Linked DNA regions of Gossypium hirsutum: region 1 is linked to region 2. A link is a contact called in public Hi-C data. All regions are on one chromosome and are shown on one strand. The core of a region is the stretch at or near the end of the contact, and the rest is flanking DNA. Distances in the headings are between cores, read along the strand shown. Region 1 holds the start of LOC107910470 (40S ribosomal protein S18). Region 2 overlaps LOC107910472 (type IV inositol polyphosphate 5-phosphatase 3).

Region 1 (4,978 bases), core at 2,370-4,869, 79 kb after region 2:
TTCCTCCAAACGATAAACATAAATACCCTACTGCATATGCAACTTACTGGTTAGATTTTTCAACATACATATTTGTTCCAGCCTCTTCCATAATGCAGCGGCTGTCTTCTCCTTCATCACATCCTGCAAAATTTCGTTAGACAAATGCAGATGTAATTGTGTTAATGCCTTTCGATCCTTACATTTCTTCTCTTCATCTGTTAATGTTGAATGCATCTTATCTATCCCTAGCAGGGCATCCTCCAGATCCATCTGCGCAAGAACTACTTGCTTCTTAATCCGCCACAACGCAAATATGGTATTGCGATCCAACAGCGAAATTTCATACTTCAAAGACGCCATTACCGTGACCGAGATGAACAACCCGGAAGCTCGGATACCATTTTGAGAAAATAGAATGTCGGTAATGACAATATATTGCAAAGAAAAGAGAAATAAAAATAAAGAACACAGATTTTTACGTGGAAACCCTTTCAGGAAAAAAACCACGGGTAAAGGAGAAGAAAATTCACTATGTCAAATTCGAATGATTATAAGAGGAGTTTCGACTACATCTATTTATAGGTTGAAAAAATATTATTCTAATCAAAGTCAAATATATTATGCTAATAAATGCTAAATATATTATACTCATAAATACTAAATCTTATTCTAACATGAGATGGTTAGAGGTGTTTCTATTGGTGACAACTTGGAGTTGGCTTTTGACAAGACACTAATTGTGTTGATTTCAAAAGTGCCAAATCTTCAATGTCTTGCTCAATTTCTGTCAACTAGCTTGTGTGCACAGTACTTTACAAAGTTGTTATTAAGCTAATTGCTTATAAATTGAAGCCCATTTTGTCAAAGATAATCTCATCGAAACAAGTGAGCTTCAACTTAGGGGTTGGACGAAGCATTTGTGATAATATTATCATTGGTCAAGAAGTGATCCACTTTATAAAAACCCGAAATGAAAGGCAGGATGACAATTGGTTGATTTAGAGAATACTTATGTGGGGCTTCATTAAAGATTCACTAGTTGATGCAGACCTTCCCATTAATTTGGTGATCATTATTGTGCATTGCATTTCAACTTCAACTGATGGAGGAATTCAAACCACCTAGGGGCACCATTATCACCTTATTTTTTGTAATTGTTATGGAGAAACTTGCTCATAGTATTGAAGTGGCTGATGGGGAATGACAACTGGTGAAGTTGGTGAGACATGGTTAGTTGTTCTCGCACCTCTTTTTTGCTGATGGTTTGTTTCTTTTTTGCAATGTAGACTTGGAGCAAGCTGATGTTGTCTTACGAATTTTGAGTCAGTTCGGAAGGTACTTCGGGCATAACGTTTAACTTTTTTGTGCCGAGAGGGCATAAGGTTAATGCGACCAAAACAAATATCTATTTTTCTTTTAATGTGGATGACTCGTTGGAATGTTTCAACAAGGTGAGGAGTTAGGGAAGTATCTTGGAGTCCCGATCCTACACAAAAGAGTGATAGAGGAACTTTCCAATTTATAATTGAAAGGGTGCAAAGCAAACTAAGTTGTTTGAATGGCAAACTGCTGTCGTTAACAGGGAGAATCACATTGGTGAAATCTGTTTTGCTATCTATACCCAGTTTTTTCATGCAGTCACTAGCTTTTCCAATTGGTGTTTGGTAGGAGATGGAACGAATAGCTCGTAGATTTATCTGGGGTTCAATGGATACAGTTAAAAAACCAGCTCTTGTGAAGTGAGTGAGCTGTTGCAACCTATTGAAAATGAAGGTTTGGATATGAGAAGGCTAGTCGATCAGAACAAGTCATTTTTATTAAAGCTGGGTTTCCAGTTAGTGGTGAACAATGAGGCGCTTTGGGTTAGGGTTTTACACACTAAGAATAAACTATGCGAGGGGTGCCTTGAGAGTATTAGTCCAACTGCCTGCTCTTCTATTTGGCGCTCATTTTCTAAGGTACGGAGATGTCTTCGTGAGAACATTTATTGGTCTCTTGGAGATGGTCCAAGCCGTAACCGCCAGGTAGTGGAATTCTGAAGAGTCATGGTCTCTATTTCAACGAGGATATGGCAAATATTAAAGTAGGAGATATGATCGATCAATTTGGTAACTGGGACTGGTCCCGTTTCGCACCTATGTTGCAACCAGATATAATCTTGAGAATCGTGGCGGTTCAACCATCTGCTGTTAGCCTTGGCTATGATATGCTTTTATGGGGTGATTCTAAATCTGGACGGTATACGTTGAAAGAGGCCTACAACACTTTGTCCAGAGATAAATGGGAGGCAAATGATCACCATATGTGGTCGAGACTTTGGAAAACAAAATTGCCTCGACGCGTGAGGCAGTTTGTTTGTATAACCATCAAAGGAAGCCTGCTAACAAACAGTGAGCGTTGTCAAAGGAGGATGGCAAATGATATGACATGTCCCTTTTGTGGATGTTCTCAGGAGACCTCATTACATGTGCTAAGAGACTGCCTTTTTGCACAAAGTATATATAGTCAAATGGCAGTTCCTAGTCAACTCCAAAGTCTCTTTTTCATCTTGGATCTGATTATTTGGCTACTGCATAATATTGTTGATAATGGGGACACGGATGTGCAAGAAACCAAATGGAAGACATTCTTTGGTCTTTTATGCTGTACAATTTGGAAGTCAGGGAATAAGATGCTTCTCAGAAATGGTAACTGTATCGTTGAAGGATGCATTTGGCAATGAAAAATATATTCATTTGGAGAAACACATAAATTTGGTCCAGGCAACTGGGTTACCTCGAGGTGTTAAATGGATTCCCCAACCATCTGGTTGGATTAAAGTCAATAACGATGAGGAGGTTAAGGCTGATGGGTGTTACGTAATGAGAAAGGGAACTACTAGTTGCTAGGCTACGGATGCATATTGTGGAGCAATTCTGATGCTTTGATCATTGCACGGAATAGAGGCTACCGTAACGTAGAAGTGGAAATGGATTGCATCAAGGCTTTGAAATTAGTCGCTGGTAACTCAGTTGATCAAGCATTAAGTCTCTTTGTTGAAGGCCCTGCCAGGTGAAATTTAGCCATATGGTAAGGGAGGCAATGAATTAAAAAAAAATATTTACATTCTACTCAATTTTTTTTTTTGACATTATGATAAATTTAGTCCTTAATGTTTAATCATTTTGTCACTTTAATTTTTATTCTTTTTTTAATCATTCTAGTCCTTTAACTTTCAAATTTTAGTCAAATTATTTTCTTTTGAATAGAAAAATTGACTAAACTATATTCCATACTAAAATTATCAATTCTTTTTTAAAATAATTACCAAAAAATTAAAATTTGATTCTAACACATTTATCAAATAAGTCATTTAGGAATTACTTTTAAAGGAATAATTACCACTTAGATACTTTTTCTTTTATATATTTTTTCGGTACAACTTTTTCTTTTATATTTAATACTAAATAACTATAATTTTTGTGTATAAAAGAAATAAATAACTACCATTTAAAAACTTATTCACTTAAATAAATAAATATTATTTAAATATAATAATTATAATATTATTATTATTTTGAAGTATATGGATATGGATATTGATATTTATATTGGTTGTCCAAAAGTAAAAGAATGATTTTGGGTTTTAGCCCAAAAACCCAACCCTAAAAGCCCTACCGCAATCAATATATAATTTGTTAGAAGAAACCCTAGTCTCTAGCTTGGCCTCCATTGGTATACTTCAAAAGCTCATCTGTCACCCCAGAGCCCCTTCTCTCCGCCGAATCTCCTTTTTCCCCCGTAAAAAATGGTAATTACAAATCCATCTTTTGCATCCGAATCCCCAATATTCACAACTCTCTTCTCATCAATTCATTACTTCATCTCTTCCTGTAGTTTTAACATGCTTTGTTTCTTGATCCGACTAACTGGAAAGGGGTTGTTATGAGCGTTTGTAAACTGGGATTTACCTTATTTGAATTGTGGTTTATATTTTCTTCCCAAAGATTGTTGCTTTTAACCTCATTTTAATGTTTTATGTGTGTAGTCTCTGGTGGCCAACGAAGATTTTCAGCACATTTTGCGTGTCCTGAACACCAACGTTGATGGAAAGCAGAAGATTATGTTTGCTTTGACCTCCATCAAGGGTATCGGAAGGCGTTTTGCCAACATTGTTTGCAAGAAAGCCGATGTAGACATGAACAAGAGGTTTGCTTTTATCTTTCAAATTTGCATGTACAATGAAATACTGTTTATATATCCATTATAGTCCTTAATTTTGAATAAGATGATTTATGGTACAAAGTTTAGGCAATGATATATGATTCGGTCCCAATAGTTTTTGCATTGATTCGAATATAACTTAGATCGAGTATTCTTCCAGGTTCGAATTATGTATATATGTAGAGTAAGAGTGTAGGCTTTGATATAATTAAATTGCTGAATGGCTTTCGGTTCTTGGTGCTAATTTTGTCGTTATTAGGGCTGGTGAACTGACTGCACAGGAATTGGACAATCTCATGACGATTGTGGCGAACCCGAGGCAGTTTAAAATCCCAGATTGGTTTTTGAACAGGCAGAAGGATTACAAGGATGGAAAGTATTCCCAAGTTGTGTCCAATGCTCTCGACATGAAGTTGAGAGATGACTTGGAGCGCTTGAAGAAGATCAGGTTAATTCCTTTTTTCCTGTTGATCTGTGCTAGAGTTAGCTTTTTCCCTTGTATATCCGATGCCTAAAAAGAACAATTGCTTTGGCCAATTCGTGTTACAAAGTTCTTATGCTGTATTGGTGATGTTTGTCGTTGATTAAGATGAGAAAATAGCTGCAATAATCAGAGCTTAGAAATTTGAATACATCATGTGTTCATATATTGGTTTGGTTAGTATACACGATAAATTGTTAAATGAACAATTTGTGATGTTACTTTATGGGGTACTGGGGCATGGGACGGCAACTAAACTAACTATAGATGTAAAAATGTGATGCAGGAACCACCGTGGTCTGAGGCACTACT
Region 2 (4,897 bases), core at 1,646-4,145:
GTCCGAAGAAACTACAGCGTGCACTCATCTATACCAATGCTGAAATTGAAAATGAGGAAGTTGAAGCAGAGGATTTTGATTACTGATGTTGGGATGAGTCCATTAGTTGGATCAGGTGAGTGGTTTGCTATGTTTTCTCGTCCAGGAATACAAGTATGTCCTTTCTACCACAAGTTGTAAATGTCATGGTACATACTAGGGAAACAAAGTAATGCTGGCTGCACATAGTTACTAGATGTAGGGTGAGAGGAGGAATGGTTGAAGTTGACTAGAACCTAGGAATAAGGTAAGGAAACAAGATTAAACGCCTTTAAGAGAAGTAGTCTATGTTGCAGTAATGAGAATCTGTTTGTAGAAGCATGGATTAGTATATATAGGTTGAATGGTGGTTAATATTTCCATTGAGAATTTGAACCCCATTAAGTTTTAAGGTGATTTTTCTGAAATTAACGTGAGACACTTGGTGGTTGCAAACTATCTTGTGTTGTGGCATGCATCGAGGATTACATGAAGGTAAGTGGATTGTTTTTTTGAAGTAGATGAAATTGCTGCTAAATCAAATACCCCAGTAGCAGATCTGTGTTTTATCTAACGTCTATCACCATTTGTCATGACATGGAATTCTATTCTGATTGGATGAAATAGATAGAAAATTGGAACATGGAATTAGGTGATCTCATGCGGGAAAGGTTATTAAGAACAAATCATTTTTCCTGATTTTTTATCACATCCCTATGAGAAGTCTTGGGTCCAGGGTCTTTTCAGCAGTGGGTCCAATACTTGCGTAAACATATGCTTTGTTTATTTCTCTAAACAAAAGGCTTGCTTTCTGATGCAGGATAGGCTAGCCGAGAGATATGAAGGGATGCTAATCTATGCCTGAGCCTTTGAGGCTAGGGGTGAGAGCTCCTATAACTCTTGATATTTCCTACACTTTAGATTCATTCATTTTTTTTTCTGTGTTACCATATTGTATATTGCAATCATTGTATAAATGCATCAATTCTAGGGGTTCCACAAATAGATTCAAGAACAATGCCAAATAAAATCAGAGCTTAGTTTGCATGTAGGCATTCGAATAAAGTTTTATAAATTTTCCCTTCTGCCAACAGCTTTTTCTAGCTCATAAAAACTCGGTGTTGTAAAAAGAGAGATAGTCAATGCATGTGTTTTGGTGCTATCTTTTTGTCAAAAAAAAAAAAACCCATATTCTCTATCTCTCTGCTTTTGGTGTGTGAAAAGTGACCAGTGGTCACATGAATCTTGACTTCTTGCATGGTAAAAAGAAAGAGCCACTTACATATTCACTTTAATATAAATGTACTTTTACCATTATCTATAACTTCGTATTGTTGACAGTCTTTCTATAGCTTTAATATGGCAAATATCTGCGAGTGACGTTAAAGAAAATATGTTTTTCATAAATGTATGCAACCTATGGCCTGTATGCATCTCTCAACCAGATACATGGTGACCTTAGGCAGGTCATTACATTAGCCATTAGATGTTTCTTTATTCAGCTATCTTCTGTATAACATGCCATGACTAACATTTTCCTAAGCTTTTAAAGATAAAAGATAAGCCATTTTTATCTTTTTCCTGTACTTCTTTTGGTTGTGAAATGGAAGTATGAACGGATTCATTTATATTAAATTTGAAAGATCATCAAATGTCGTGCTGATCTATCTGGGTTTTCTGTAGAATTATTTTTACTTCACTGTTTGTTCTTTGAGATTGGGATTTACTCATCATGGTTTAATTGTTTGCCTGCCTTGAGGAAAATTCCAAATGAATACCAATCCTTGAATCTTACACCTAACCAGGCCTAAATTACTGGTTTCACTTCAAGTTTATATGTAAACCGAGGTAGTTTTTAATGTACCAGTGTCTTATTTTAATGTATCATTTTAAGTTTATTGATATTTTTGTTTTCACATATATGTATATTTATAGTTTAATTTTTAGTTTCTTAATAAATTATATTGTATATATGTGCAAAAATAATTCAATTACATTTATATAATTTATATTATACATATTTATATACAAATATAAGTTTTAAAATTATTAATTAAGTTAAATAACGTAGTTTAATAATTAACTTAATAATTTCAAGTTTTAATGTAGTTTTTAAAATGATTTAAGATAAAAAAAAAGTTTAAAATATAAAATTTTGTACTAATCTTGTTACGCACCAGTTTAAGTTAGTATTGATTGAAATAAGTATAAATATATGAAAGGTCAAAATCCATGGAAAATGTTGATCAAAATGAAATTTAAATTATTTGGTACTAATTAAGGACTAAAATAGTATACCCCGATACAACCATTATCGATATGATAAGAACCACCCTGATATAAAGCTACGTAATGGCATAAATTTAAACAAATTAAAAGATGGGGAGGGTTTAGCAAATATAACCCAAATCTTAGGGTGAAAACCTTTTTTGTTTCTTTAGGTTAATGTCATATTTATCCTCTAAACTTTAGGCTAATGCTAACTCTGGTCTGGTACGTATACTAAAAAACAGAATTCAAGTTTGGCATGTTTATTATGGTTGAGGCATACATTCCACCCGTTACAAATATCTGCTTGGTATCGTCAGCCACATAATTAATTAAATATGCACAAAAGCCGGTTGAATAAGAAATATGAAAAGAGAAGTAATTTTAATATATTATGTCATATAGAATCATGGATAGATTTTTCTTTCTTATTTGAATAATTAAAAGGAATCCTTACCATGTTGTAATCGAAGGAGATGCTGTGTGATTAAGAAGCTGTAGAAAAAGAGGAAAATTAAAAACTTTTTAAGGGTTGAAATGAAATTTTCATAATTAAACATTATATTTTTGGAGGGGCAAAGCGCCCCCTACCGATCTTGTGCTTCAGATACTTTGCAACAATTGGAAATGTGATCAGTGGTAGCCCACGGTCTTGTCGAGATGGGTTTGACTATTTACTTCAATCATTATTGTTTTGAATACGATCACATCAAATTACAAATGTTTTAGTTGAGGATGCTTTAATTTTATCTAGACTGATTAAAGTCGAGATGTTCAATATATTTTGAGTGAGGGTTTTGATTGATTTTGGAATTTTATTAAATATTTTATATTTAAAATAAAATTAGTTAAAAATAAATAATTGGAAGAAGGAAAATTTCATAGATGTATTGTTCCACATGGCTTATGCTATCAATATAAATATAAAGAGCTTAAAAATTCAATATAACTGTTCACATGTAAATTACATGATAGGCTAATGACGAATAAGTGAAGATCTCTATTGGTGATAAGGGGTTGGATAGCATGTATAACGAAATTATAGTATTTATATCTGATTATATTTCTTTTAGAGTTTCACTATCACAAATAGAATATATTTATAATTACAAGTATAATATCAGTTCACATATATATTTGATTAATTACTATAATTTTGCTTTTCGAAAATTAGATTTAAGGATTTTTTTATTAAAATTTTCAATGAGAAAAATGTCATGTTTAGATATGTTACACATACTCAATTAAAGATATCATTGCTACCATGCTTTGCCAGTGGTTTATCTTGCATCGTGCATGCTTCGTCTGGGACCAAGGATATGCCACTTAACTACCCTAATAACCCAACCACACAAATGAGACATTCCCTAACAAGGAATGACTGAACGACAAACATGTCTATTAGAGAAGGACACGTGGCATAGAAGAGTCAACTTTATATATGCATCTCTTGGCTCCATAGTAGGGGAGTTTTCTTCTTCTTCTTCCTCATTATTCTTTAATAGCTTTCTCTCCAATTCAACAATATCTCAACCACCTTCTCTTCTCTTCATGGCTCTTCACCCCCTTAAGGTTAACTATCTTTTCAAATTTGTCCCCTATCCTTTTTTCACTCACATTTTCATCATGAACAATCCTTGCAAATATAGATGAACAAGAACAAGGCCCCCAAGCTCAACCGCAACCCTAAACAACCTAAGATTAACAGTTCTCTAATGCACTACAATAATTCTCCCAATAGAAGACACAACCAAGTCGTCATTACGATCCGTATAACCTGTATATTATATTATCCACATTATGTTAGCTATACACAATACCCCCACCTAGATATTATGTTAATTACTGAATTAACAAAGCCAGCCTTATACCCCTCATGGTGAATAAACTTTGCAAAACCTTAACTTTAGCTCATACCAGTTTATGAAAGTGCAAGAGAAAATGATAATTCTTGAAAAACATATATCTATATAGCAAATTTTTTACCAACAACAGCAGGAAGTAAACTTGCGAAACGAGAAGATCATTAAAGAGCTCAGGGTAAACAAAAACCTCTAAAAGTAAAATCCAACCAAAGGTAAAAGGGACAATCTTTTCTTAACAAGTGGAAGTGGAGGAAACCAAGGTCTGATAGAAATCCAACGATGAACCCACCATATCAGTTACAAATGCAAGATCCTTAATAACTAGCTCACTTTTCTTAATATCAAATACAAGCCCTCAGAAAAGAAAATGAAGCTTTTCGCAATACCAAGTTCGTTGAATTTGAATGAGACTATTCTAATAAGACTTTGGCTCTAAAGGTGGCAAGAGAGTTCATGTCTCCAACTTTGATGTTGCCAAAGATGACCTCTAAGAGCATTTGGCACACTACAAAAACCACATGAATATGCTAGGCGCCTTCAATGCATTGAAGTGTCTTGCCTTCTTGATGACCTTAAGGGACCATGCAGGCGATTGATATTTTTCCTATCCAAGAGGGGCTCCATTCATTTTTAAATGAGCTTGCAAACTTATTTATGGGTAGGTTCTTTTATTAGGATTTTATGACCTTAATGCAAGGATTATATCATTCTACTTATAATTTTCAAACTAATTGGATAAATAAAAT

What was found. A called contact is a pair of places that touch in the nucleus more often than the background predicts.
Region 1: a Hi-C map of leaf shows a contact between it and region 2, with 2.9 times the contacts expected there. The contact joins the promoter of LOC107910470 here to the enhancer-like site in region 2. A contact is called at or near these places in 6 of 34 Hi-C or Micro-C datasets (fibers, leaf and seedling).

What each region holds. Positions count from the first base shown.
Region 1 is chrD02:9,933,759-9,938,736 of Gossypium_hirsutum_v2.1, forward strand. It overlaps LOC107910470 (40S ribosomal protein S18), which reads left to right and starts at 3,620. Exons shown (of 4, transcript XM_016838309.2): 1 at 3,620-3,772; 2 at 4,010-4,170; 3 at 4,445-4,633; 4 at 4,953-4,978. The coding sequence starts at 3,770. LOC107908041 reads left to right here and starts at 2,051. Exons shown (of 3, transcript XM_016835315.1): 1 at 2,051-2,584; 2 at 2,646-2,833; 3 at 2,926-3,037. The coding sequence starts at 2,051. The coding sequence ends at 3,037.
Region 2 is chrD02:9,855,021-9,859,917 of Gossypium_hirsutum_v2.1, forward strand. LOC107910472 (type IV inositol polyphosphate 5-phosphatase 3) reads left to right here. Exons shown (of 13, transcript XM_041088408.1): 12 at 1-115; 13 at 844-1,920. The coding sequence ends at 86. Among protein-coding and RNA genes, the nearest start is that of LOC107910472, 10 kb to the left of the region's middle. Within about 2 kb of position 2,896, at least 3 of the 9 cell types and tissues checked have an H3K27ac peak or open chromatin away from gene starts, as enhancers often do. A contact at or near this core is called in leaf, where this site is marked.